Linked DNA regions of Sus scrofa: region 2 is linked to region 1. A link is a contact called in public HiChIP or PLAC-seq data. All regions are on one chromosome and are shown on one strand. The core of a region is the stretch at or near the end of the contact, and the rest is flanking DNA. Distances in the headings are between cores, read along the strand shown.

Region 1 (5,935 bases), core at 1,329-3,828:
GAGAGGTGGCAGGAATGGGTGATTGCTTAAATATTGGAGAGGTACTCAAGCAAGTAAATATCTCAAAAATAATAGGATCCTGGGTTCTTTCTGTAAGAGTTGCAGGGGGATTACAAATGTGGAAGAGAGAAAACTAGAATAGCCTGTGCAATGCTGGATGGGAGATATTACTGTGAACATATGTTTTTCAATATCTACTGTTAAATTAAAAAGAGTTCTCATTGTGGCTCAGCAGGTTAAGAACCTGACATAGCATCCGTGAAGATGTGGGTTTGATCCCTGACCTCGCTCAGTGGGTTAAAGATCTGGTGTTAACGAAAGCTGTGGCATAGGTACAGATGTGGCTCGGATCCCATGTTGCCGTGGCTGTGGTGTAGGCTGGCAGCTGCAGCTCTGATTCGATCCCTAGTCTGGGAACTTCCATATGCCTCAGGTACAGCCAAAAAAAGAAAAAGAAAATGTAACTGTTAAATTTGTGTGTATGTGGTCTACACATATAGATGCACTGATGTATGTAGATGGTATGTGTATGAATGTACAAATATTCCCTAGCTGCAAACACTAAGACAGCTTAAGCAGTTATATCCCAATAGCAGTGAGTACGTCTAGTGCTTCTAAATACCATTCTCCATGCAAAGGAACCAGGACTCCCAGATAAACTAGCTGCGTCCAGGGTTGGGGCAAGATGAGTCTTATCTTATGCCAGAAAGTAAGGGGGTACTCGAAGAATGATGGAGGTGTGTCAGAAGGCCACAGAGCAGTAAAATGTTAATTGATGGATATGGTTGGTGGATATATGTTATTAAAAGCTCTTTCAAATTTCTGTATGTAAGAAATATTTAGAATAATACATTGTGAAAGAATTTAAAACACATACACAAAGATATAGAAGCCAGAATGAAGGGGTGAATCCCACGAACCAAACTTGGGACAATTTGAACACCAAAATAAACAATGATAGAAGCAGACTATAACCTTTTAATAAAATAGGTTTAATAAAATAGGAAACTCTGATTTCATACTGATAGAAATTAGTTAATTGAAATTTGATCAGAAACAAAAAAACTTACATAGTTTCAAAGAATTTCTCCCACAAAATACCTAATTGCAAAGAGGAAAAAGCAGCTTCACTGGAGAAGTGTGGCAGACACTACATTATTGAAATAAACATCAAAATGAGACAAATTAAAATCAGGTGCCACCTGATAGGATGCAATGAGAAGGACAGAGCATTGTTTCTGTGAGAGTGCTGTCAGAGATACCTACCCTTGAATCTAACCATGAGTAAACATCAGATAGATGCAAAGTGAAGGCCAACTGTAAAATAATTGGCCAGGAATCTTCAAAAGTGTCAAGGATATGAAAGTCGAGGAAAGACTGAGGAAGTGTGCCAGATTGAAGGTGACTAAAGATACATGACAAATAAATACTTTTTTTTTTAAATCTTTTTTTGCCTTTTCTAGGGCCACACCCACGGCATATGGAGGTTCCCAGGCTAGGGGTCCAATTGGAGCTACAGCTGCTGGCCTACACCACAGCCACAGCAACACCAGATCCGAGCCGCATCTGCGACCTACACCAGAGCTCACTGTAGCACAGGATCCTTAACTCACTGAGTGAGACCAGGGTCAAACCCGCAACCTCATGGTTCCTAGTTGGATTCGTTAACCACTGAGCAACGACCAGAACTCAGACAAATAAATACTTGATTCTGCATTGAATCCTTTCCTCTTAGCATTATTGAGGAAATTGGCAAAATGTAATATATCACACATTTTGATTCTGATAGTTATATTAGGATTATGTAGGAGTGAATGCTTATTAGTGAGATATACAGACTAAAGTATTTAGGGACTATGTGACATCATGTCAGCAACTTATATCTCATATAGTTCAGGAGAAAAATGTTCTTTGTATTATACTTCCAACATTTTTTGTAAGCTTGCACTTGTTTCAAAATAGAAATTGAAAAATTACATTAAAAACGCTGAGTATACTGGAAAAATGCAGTTGACTTGGGGTCAAGAGGCTATTAGTCCCAATTCTGCTGTTGACTGTGTGTGTGACCTTGAGCAAGTGGCTTCATGACAGGCCCCAGACTTTTAGGAGTACAAAGCTCTCTCTAGGGTCCCTTCCACCATCTACACCCACGGAAATCTCTGCCTGAATTTCCCTAGGCTCCAGTTGTGCCTTAGACCTCAGCTGCCCCAAGGCTGCCTCCAAGGATTGGGTCTGGCTTTAAAAGCAAACAAAAATGGGTGTGGCCGAACTCTCAGGGCTGCAAAGCCAGCCGTTGCCTCAAAGTAGGACACCGTCTCCGTCATCGCTCTTTCGGCGGTGGAGCAGTTACGCCTGCCAGAGTGGGCGCTCGATGGCTCGGCGGCCCGCAGGCGGGGCCTGGGGTCGGCGGCGCTGTGCGGGGCGCGCTCCCAATCGCCTGCTCCCGCCGCCCTCAAGGCTCCAGGCTTTCCTGCCCCGCCCCGCGCGCGCCCGTCCCGCCTGCTGTCTCGCCGTCGCCGCCGCTGGCGAGTCCCAGTGCTGCCCTGCTGCGCTGTGGAACAGATAACGTGGCGGGGCTGGGACGGGCGCTGAGTTGTGGGGGACCCGGGGCGACCAGTCGGGAATCCCCGAAGTGGAGGCGGATCCTGGCGAGAGGGGGCGGTGTCCAGGCAACCTGCCGGCTGGGAGGCACCACGCACCGGGGCCTGCACCGTGAGTTGAGCTTCTTGGGCGGGGGTGGGGTTGCTCCGTGGTGTTCGCGACAGCCAAGAGGTGGAGGAAGGGGGGACTCAGAGCAGGAACGGGTCGAGGAATTAGGGGTCCTGGACGAAAGAGCCGGAGCTCTCCGAGGAGGGGTTGAACTGGGGCGCCCGGACGACCGAATGGCCAATGCAGTCTGTCGGTCGGTCTGAGCTCCGGGAAAGTCTGGTTTCATCCGAGCACAACAGGTAGGCGTGGACTCTGGCCGCCGGGTGCCCCCGGGCGTGCGGGGAAGGTCGGAAGGTCCGAGCCCGCCCCGCCGGCGCGCCGCTCCCGGGACCCGCCCTGGCGGCGCCCGCCGTGTCTGGGTTGGCCGGGAGCGGGGGCCCATACCCGAGCTCCGGGCGAGGTTTTCTGAGCGCCCGCGGGCGATTCTGCAGGCAGGTTTCCAGGAGCAGTGGAGAGTGGATATGGCGTAGAGAGTGGAGAAGGACTAATCCAGCCCTTCTCTGAAGGAAAGCAAGCCTTTGCTAGGTTAGCACTTGCTTAGTATGATGAAACATTTCTTCGTACCCTACTCGGCCAGCACAGCGTCATTTCAAGGAATTATAAAGTCTTTGGAAACTTTATAAAGCCCTTTATGGTATTTACTAGTTGCAGTAACGTATATCTCTGGCAAGTTAAGATGATTTTTGTAACTGTCAAGTCGTATAATAGTTGTTAAATGATTTGAGCTCCTTCACTAAAAGTCGTACATTTTTTTGTGTGCATTTATTTATTCAGCAAGTATTCGGCACCTTTTATGTGCAGGCTCACTCAGAGCCCTTAAGGAACTTCCAGCCTAGAGAAGAGGTTCAAAAGGGGAAAAGGTCCGTAAGTACGGTGTAGAACTTTCATAGAAATACTCTGGCAAGATTAAAGTGTAAGGAAAGTAGAAGTGTCCTTAGTGGTTGGCATTAAATGGATGGTGAGAGGAGAATTGTCCTGTTTCGTTTTCCAAACATCATTGAACCCGAGATTTGTCTTACATCTTAACACCGTAGTTTTTTTTTTTTTTTTCCTTTAATGAAATGGGTAAGCAGACAGTTTTTATAGCATAAGAATAATGACTGTTGAAAAAAGTTTTATATAGATGGCTATAGTATTGGAAGAGTTGAATTCTATCTTAAGCTCCTCTACTACTGTTTATAGTTTTTAGGTCACTTTTCCCTTTTTGTTTATCATTGTGTCTGAGTTTAGTAACAGAAAATACATAATCCACAGAATCTTAAATTTTTTTTAAAATGCATAAATAATGCATTCTTTAAGGAATGCATTCTTTAAGAACTTTTGTCTTTAGGCAGTTCACCTATCTTCCTTTCTTCCATTCACCTTTATTTGAAAAAGGAGGCGGAGTTCCCGCTGTGGTTGCAGCACATTAAGGAGCCGGCATTGTCATTGCAGCGGCTGGGGTCACTGCTGTGGCGCAAGTTTGATCCCTACCGAGGGAACTTCCCCATGCAGCCAGTGCCACCAAAAGAGGAAACAGAAAAGATTGAGACAGTCTATGACCTTTTATGACTTTTTCTTAATTAGCTTTTGAAAAAAGCAAAAGATTAAACTCTGGATTTGTTTAGGTCCCTTCATATTCTAAAATTATTTTATTTCCGATCCTATTTAACTGGTTTAATGATGTCTGCATTATTGAATCTTCTGTTAAATTATCCATAGTATAGTTGATGGGTTTGAACAGCCCTTTAGTGGGACCTTAGTCCTCTTACATAAAAGCACTTCTGCATTTTAAGGAGATTGCTGAAATGGTTATTAAATTTCACTTAAGAAAAGAATTAACTTCTGCCCTAGGAACTACTGGAGACTTGTTTGTATCACTTAATTGTATCCTTTATCTAGTTGTAGTGTTAAATTCTTTGGATTACACTAGGGGTCAGCAATTGACAGGCCATGGGTCAAATCCAGCCTGCTGCAGGTATTTATAGATAAAACTTTTACTGGAACACAGCCACATTTGATATCTGTTTATGGCTGTTTATGTATTGTTTAGGAGTAGTTGTGGTAGATACTCTGTGGCCCACATAGCCTAAAGTATTTGCTCTTTGGTCCTTTACAGAAAAATTTGCTGGCCCTGGACTAAACTCTTAATCACTAAGTCTTTTGTGGGAGGAAATAGGTTCAGGTTTTTTGTTTTGTTTTTTCCTTTTTAGGGCTGCACCCGCAGCATATGGAGGTTCCCAGGCTAGGGATCTAATCGGAGCTGTAGCGCCGGCCTTCACCACAGCCACAGCAACCCGGGATCCAAGCCGCATCTGCAACCTACACTACAGCTCACCGCCACTCCGGATTCTTAACACACCGAATGAGGCCAGGGATTGAACCCGTGTCCTCATGGTTGCTAGTCAGTTTCATTAGCCTTTGACCCACGATAGGAACTCCTGCTTTTGCTAATTTTAAAACAATGGTATGGTTCTAACTAAACTAAATAAGATATTTTATGTATGTGTTTTTGATGGTTATTTCCTAGAGTCTGCTTCTCTATGGATATATAACAGTATCTATGTCTTTTCTATTGTGCTTATAGGTTTCCATGTGTTGAATACATGTATGTTTCTGTATGTGTGCAAAATAATACTTCATTTATTCAGTATGTTTTTTTATGGAAGAAAAATTACCAGAAAATTGAAATTATCCATTGAAATGCACAACGGGAACTCCTAAAAATCCTTTAATCTTACAGAGTCCAAGAGGCTTTTTTCTTAACTCATTTGGCAGCAAAATATGACCTGAGCTGATGTGAAGCTATTTGTAGTTGTTATTTATCCTACGTTATGTGACTGTATTTACCTTTTGCTACACAAATATCAATCAGTTTGATTATGAAGTGCTGCCCCAGACTGGCTGAGGGGTTAGAGATAATAGATGGTATGTTAACTGTATTACTCAGGTGGTCCAAGATGCCAGAAAAGAGGAATAATGCAGTTATTCCAGGGAGCTACATTTGCAAAGTTAGCCTAGTTAGGCATCTGGCAGGGTTTGCTAAGAAGCAATGTTTGCTAAGAAAACCCTCAGATAGGGCTCCAAGAATGTCAGAAATGTGGCTAAATTCTAGGCTAGATACATGATAAGATACTTTGAAAATCAGAAGTGGGAGCAGTGAGGAAGAGCATAGTGCAAATTAAGGTTGAATCTGCGGATACTGACAAGGGTCTAAGAGCAAGGGTGAATCTGAAGGCTAACCAGG
Region 2 (5,935 bases), core at 1,802-4,301, 330 kb after region 1:
TAACCCACTGAGCAAGGCTAGGGATTGAACCCGCAATCTCATGGTAACTAGTCAGATTCATTAACCACTGAGCCACGACGGGAACTCCCTTTTTTTTTTTTTAAATGGAGGTTCACAGCAACACCAGATCCGAGTGGTGTCTGTGACCTACACCACAGCTCAGGGCAAAGCCAGATCCTTAACCCACTGAGCGAGGCCAGCAGTTGAACCTGAAACCTCATGGTTCTTGGATTCATTTCTGCTGTGCCACAACGGGAATTCCCTCAGTTTTTTTTTTTTTTTTTTTTTTTTTTAATCTGTGCTTTTTGGGTTTTGTTTTGGCCTTGTCCAAGGCATAGGTAATTTCCTAGGCCAGGGAACAAACCCATGCCACAGCAGCAGCCCAAGCCACTGCAGTGATAACTGCTGGATCCTTGACCTGCTGTGCCACAAGAGAACTCCTCCAATCTTTTACTTTTTTTTTTTTTTTTTTTAATGGCTGTACTCGAGGCATATGAAGTTCCCACGCCAGGGATTGAATCCAAATCCCAGCTGAGATGGACTCCGGAGCACCACAGCTGTGGTAATGCTGGATCCTTTAACCCACTGTGTCTGGCCAGGGATTGAACCCCAAATCTCTTAAATGGACCCGAGCCACTGCAATTGGATTCCTAACCCACTGCTCCACAGCAAGAACTCCTCCAGTCTTTTAATAGGACACTTCTGGTCATTAAATCTCAAGAGATGGGGAGCTCCCTGGTGGTCTGGCAGGTTAAGGATCCAGCATTTTCAGTCTAGCAGCCTGGGCTGCTGCTATGACATGGGTTTGATCCCTGGCCCGGGAACTTCCGCATGCCTTCGGCGTTGCAAAAAAAACAAAAAACAAAAAACTTAAGAGATACCTGGTACATTGGTAGCAAAAACTAGTAAAAAAAAAATGGTTGAGGTGTCCAAATGATCTGGACAAGACATTGAGGAAGTCAGGGTGCTCAGTGCTAAGTAATTTGCCTAAAATTAGACTGGAAAGTCTGTGAAGGCACGGAGTATATCTTTTTTCTTTTTTTGTTTTTTAGGGCTGCACCCACCACATATGGAGGCTCCCAGGCTAGGGGTCTAATTGGAGCTACCACTTCCGGCGTATTCCACAGCTACAGCAACGCCAGATAGAGCCGCATCTGCGACCTAAACCAGAGCTCATGGCAATGCCGGATCCTTTTTTTTTTTTTTTTTTTTTTTTTTTTTTTGTCTTTTTTGCCTTTTCTAGGGCTGCTCCTGCGGCACATGGAGGTTGCCAGGCTAGGGGTCGAATTGGAGCTGTAGCTGCCGGCATACGCCAGAGCACGCCAGAGCCACAGCAACGTGAGATCCGAGCCGCGTCTGTGACCTACACCACAGCTCATGGCAACTCCTGCTGATCGAGGCCAGGGATTGAACCCTCAACCTCATGGTTCCTAGTTGGATTCATCAACCACTGAGCCACGATGGGAACTCTGGAACTCTGTATTTCTTAACATTTTTTATGCTATGAGGCCCCTCGAAAAGGAGCAGGCTTGAATAAAGAGTTGTATGCTGGTTTCTATAAAATTGAGAAATAGTTAATAATGCTGTGACCTCAGACTTCATTTCTTATATAAATAAAACAAAGCAGAATGAGTAGCAAGTCCAATTCTCTCTCCACTGAACTATAATAAGAATAAAGCAGACATGATAAAATAAGACGTACTACTTTCTCTTTGAAACTACACCCTGAGTGGTCTTGTATATTCCACAGTTAAAATTTTATTGGTAGTAGAGAAGAAAAAAATTTAAGTGCAATCAATTCTATATGTGATTTTCCTGCTTAGCTGTAATTAATGAATCTTTTTTCCTTATCATAATGGTAAATATTATTTTTGGCTTTTTTAACCAAATGGTTGTTGGCTATATTAACTTTTAGAAACGTAACAGTTCATTAAGGATGTTCCTTGGCAACTAAGCACATTAAAAAGAAAACACACTATGGTACTTAAGATTAACCTTGTCTTTTTTGTATACATTATATTCATTCAAAACAACCCAGGAAAACATTCTTAGGCATTCACTTAGGATTTTACAATGTCTTCAGGGTCCCCTGTGGAGCAGCAGGTTAAGAATCCAGCATCATCACTGCAGCAGCTAGGGCTGTTACTGCAGCGCGGGTACACCCCTGGCCTGGGAACTTCCACATGCCATGGGCAGGGCCAAAAAAAAAGTGGGGGGGGGAATTTAAAAAAGGAAAAAAGATGTCTTCAGGGTGTTTATTTTCTATTTCCATCAAAAGATTCAGCTATGAATGACATTATTTTTGAGTTATTCACTTCTAAAACATCAAATTTAACCACTCTCCTTCAAAGTTTTCTTTCTTCCTCCACCTAGCTTCGAGATCTAAAGTTTTTCACGTTCCCTTATCCCAAAAGAAAAATGAAAACAATCGGTCCTGTTCCCTTCCAACCCCCCCCCCCCCACCAAACACACTCCATCCCAGAATAATAAAGAAGGGAGGCAAAGTGGAACAAGTTGCGACGTGCGACAGGGAGCACAGAATTCGGTCCAAAGCCCAGAGACAGGGAATCGGCCGCTACGTCCGGGAGGATCTGGGCTATTTGCCAAAAAGAGAACGTCCCCAAAGCCCAGGGAACTGACTGGTGTTAGGAAACCAGAAAAAGAGCGAGTGACAGGCAGAGAAAGAGGCCCGATCCTCTGGGACTGCCTGAAACACGCAAGGAATGCAAAAGAAACGCCAGGAATTCAGGACCGGCGGCGGCCGGCCAGAGCGACCAGCCAGGTTAAAACTCAGCTTCGAAGGCAGAATCGCAGCCGAGACCCTTGGGTGGGAACGGCGGGGGCTGACTGAGCGAGGGAAACCCCTTGCTAGAAAGGACGACACCTACTCGACCCCAAAGGTCGGAGTCTACAGCCCACGGGCTCCGCGGGGGCAGCCAGACACCCGAAGCGGGTCTGAGGGCGGGCCTAGGGCGGGGCTGGCGCTCCTTCCCCGCCTCTAACGGCAACCCTGCTTCCTCAGTACGCCTGCGTAGGGTGAGGCCGGACTCTATTTGGCTACCAGGCGAGCGGCAGCAGTGGCGTTCTCTACCCGGCATGCTGCGCGGGAGCGGCGGCCCTACGTCTATCCCCTTCCCAACCCTGCCCCCTCTCGCCCTCCCACCGCGGCCCCCCCTTCCCCTAAAGTGAGTGAGTGAGACGGGCAGATGGAGGAGGGACTGTAATGGCGGCGGCCGGCAGCTCCCTGCTCTGACCCACGGCAGGCATACAGCAACAACCCCCTCCCCGCCCCTCTTCCAGCCGGCCTCCGCCCCGCCACCAGCGCGGGGCCACCTTCCCCGGCCCCTTCCCCCAGCCGTCGGCGTCTCGCCCTGCGCCCCAGCCGGGGCCCCACACACAATGGACGAGCTCGCCGGAGGCGGTGGTGGCGGCCCGGGGATGGCGGCCCCTCCACGGCAGCAGCAGGGACCTGGGGGGAACATGAGCCTTTCGTCAGGGGGGAATGGAGCAGCGGGCAGCGGAGGTCCTCCGGCCGCCGAGGGAGCCGGTCCCGCGACAGGCCCCGAGCTGTCCCGGCCGCAGCAGTACACTATCCCGGGGATCCTGCACTACATCCAGCACGAGTGGGCTCGGTTCGAGATGGAACGGGCGCACTGGGAGGTGGAGCGGGCCGAACTGCAGGTACCTCCTTGGGGTTGGTGTGCGGGACAGCAGCGGCGGCGGGGTTGTCTGCCCGGGGGTGGGGCCGGAACTCCCCTCATTCGGAGCTCGAGGCCTAGGGAGGCCGAGAGGAACCTACCTGCGCGGCTGGATGGGTGATGGTCCTGGCGACGGGTCTTCCTAGAGTCCCCCTCCCCTTTTACCGCACAAGCTTGTTACCCAGCCCTCTCTAGCTGCGCGGTGCGGGCTTCCTTGGGGCAGCCATTTTGGCTGTTAGTATGGCGTCCGCGGGGGCTCCTTCGGAGGCCGCCTGCCCGGGCCTCCGGGTCTTGGGGCTGAGTTCCTCTCTGTGGGAAAGTTCCTGGCGTGGGGCTGCTGGGCACTGAACTTGCTCTCGTTTGTACCTCGTGAAATGGAGAACCCGAGGAGAAGGACTGGCATGGGCATTTTACCACCTTTTCCCGAACCACCCCTCTTTTCGAGTTGACTTGCCTGACCCCCTCCCCCGGAGTTGGTAGCTCTTACTAGTTGACAGCCAGGCTTCTTTCCAGAGCTGCCACCGAGCACAATGGCTTGCGGCTGACCTGTGAAGTTTTCATTTCCTGCCGCCAACTTTAAGTGTCTACTTACCTGGGATGCTGCCTTACTCACTTAGATTCCCTTTGACTTCTTCCTTAGTGACTGACTCATCAACACTTCTCTGTGCTGAATTTTTCTTTTTGGAGTACCCTTCACCGGGCTCCCCCTTCTCCATCCCCCATCTTTACCCATAAAAAGCCTATCCAGAGTATCTGTCCTGTCTTTTTGAAACGACTGAGGGAAGATTTGATATTAGCTTGAAGTAAAAAGTACTTGTCTCAACGGTACTAACTCAAGTAAAGGAAGCAATGTTAAATATTCTCAGGATCCTCCATAATTGAGCCGAACTCAATTTTAAGATGAAACTTGGATAGGTTGGTTTACCTAACTTTTGGAAGATGTTGGTAGTTTAAGGGCTTTTATCTTGGATTTGAGAGTGGCTATAACTTTTAAAAAGGATTATTCAACCCTTTTGGATGTTTGTATTTATTTTTAAATTCCTTTCCAAGGCAGATTTAGGCTTAGAAGAAAAAAAAAAGGGTGCATCTAAATAGTGTTGCACCTGTTCTTCATAGTGGTATATATTTAGCATGTAAGCAGTATTGTTCACTGACATGTATGTCATATATGCCTTGGGTGAATAGTTAGGAAAATGTAGTGTTGTAAGAAGGAAGATTGGATTAACTTAAAAAGAGTGTGCCCTCAATATATATATCTTCAGTTTGATTTGGAACTAGTCGACTTTTGACTCCACAAAGTGGGTAAAGTTAAACTTTTAAAAAGTAAAACATATATTTTGACACTTTGTCAAGTCTTGAGGAAATTAATTATAAATTAACACCTGTTAGTCAATTCAGTGTTTTAACATTGTACTTTGATATACCACTGAGCTTTTAAAAATATGGCTTAAAAAGCTTAAGTGAAAATTGTTTAAAAATATAACTTAAAAAGCTTAAGTCAAAATTGTTGTTAACTTGTGTATAGTCTGTTTTAAAATATCTCTATGTATATACTTAATATTCTGTATGAGTCATGTATTTTTAAAAATTTTCATTGAGGTTTAGACTCACTAAATAATGCTTCACAACTCCTTGATACCATGTTTATAACCTTTTTACTGTTGTAGGAAAGCTTGAATTTAAACACTTTTCAAGCTAGCAAGTGCATTAGTCATTCATAGCCTTCACTGCTTGCTGTAAGTAGCTGAAAAATGTCTTGTGTCCAATTTGGTAAAATCTGTACAACATTGAGGCCTATCTATATTGTCTGCCCTAGTCTTTACTTTCTCTTCTAGTTCTCTTCTTGACAGTAACAGAAATGTCTTTTAAGGACGATTCATTTTGCTTGCTTGCTTTCAGTTTATTTACTATTGAAATATTTAGTTCTGATAAAGCCATTCTAAACTTTCTTTGCTTATTTTAAAGAAGTTCTACAGTGTTTTTAGCCTCACTTTTTTCCCAGGGATTTTTTTTTATCAATTCACACTGATTCTTCTGTAATAAAATGTTCATGATTGTGTTTGTGCGTTTTTGCCCTATGTTTCTAAAATGTTTTCTTGGGCTCCTTCGTTCATAGGTCTCCAGGTTTGTTTTTAGAACATTTGCTTTACATGCCTTCAGTCTTTGTAAGAATGATTGTGAGGTACACATTTAAAAATGTGTGTGTTGAGGAGTTCCTGTCGTGGCTCAGTGGTTAA

What was found. HiChIP or PLAC-seq counts read pairs in DNA pulled down with a chosen protein or histone mark.
Region 2: an H3K27ac HiChIP or PLAC-seq map of alveolar macrophages shows a contact between it and region 1. The contact joins the promoter of STRN3 here to the promoter of HEATR5A in region 1. A contact is called at or near these places in 1 of 5 promoter capture datasets (liver) and 2 of 2 datasets of contacts at active chromatin or transcription factors (alveolar macrophages and skeletal muscle).

Annotation. Positions count from the first base shown.
Region 1 is chr7:68,141,019-68,146,953 of Sscrofa11.1, forward strand. HEATR5A (HEAT repeat-containing protein 5A) reads left to right here and starts at 2,579. Exons shown (of 38, transcript XM_021099894.1): 1 at 2,579-2,712.
Region 2 is chr7:68,467,710-68,473,644 of Sscrofa11.1, forward strand. STRN3 (striatin-3) reads left to right here and starts at 3,052. Exons shown (of 17, transcript XM_021099888.1): 1 at 3,052-3,681. The coding sequence starts at 3,400. It also overlaps a transcript of AP4S1 not described here.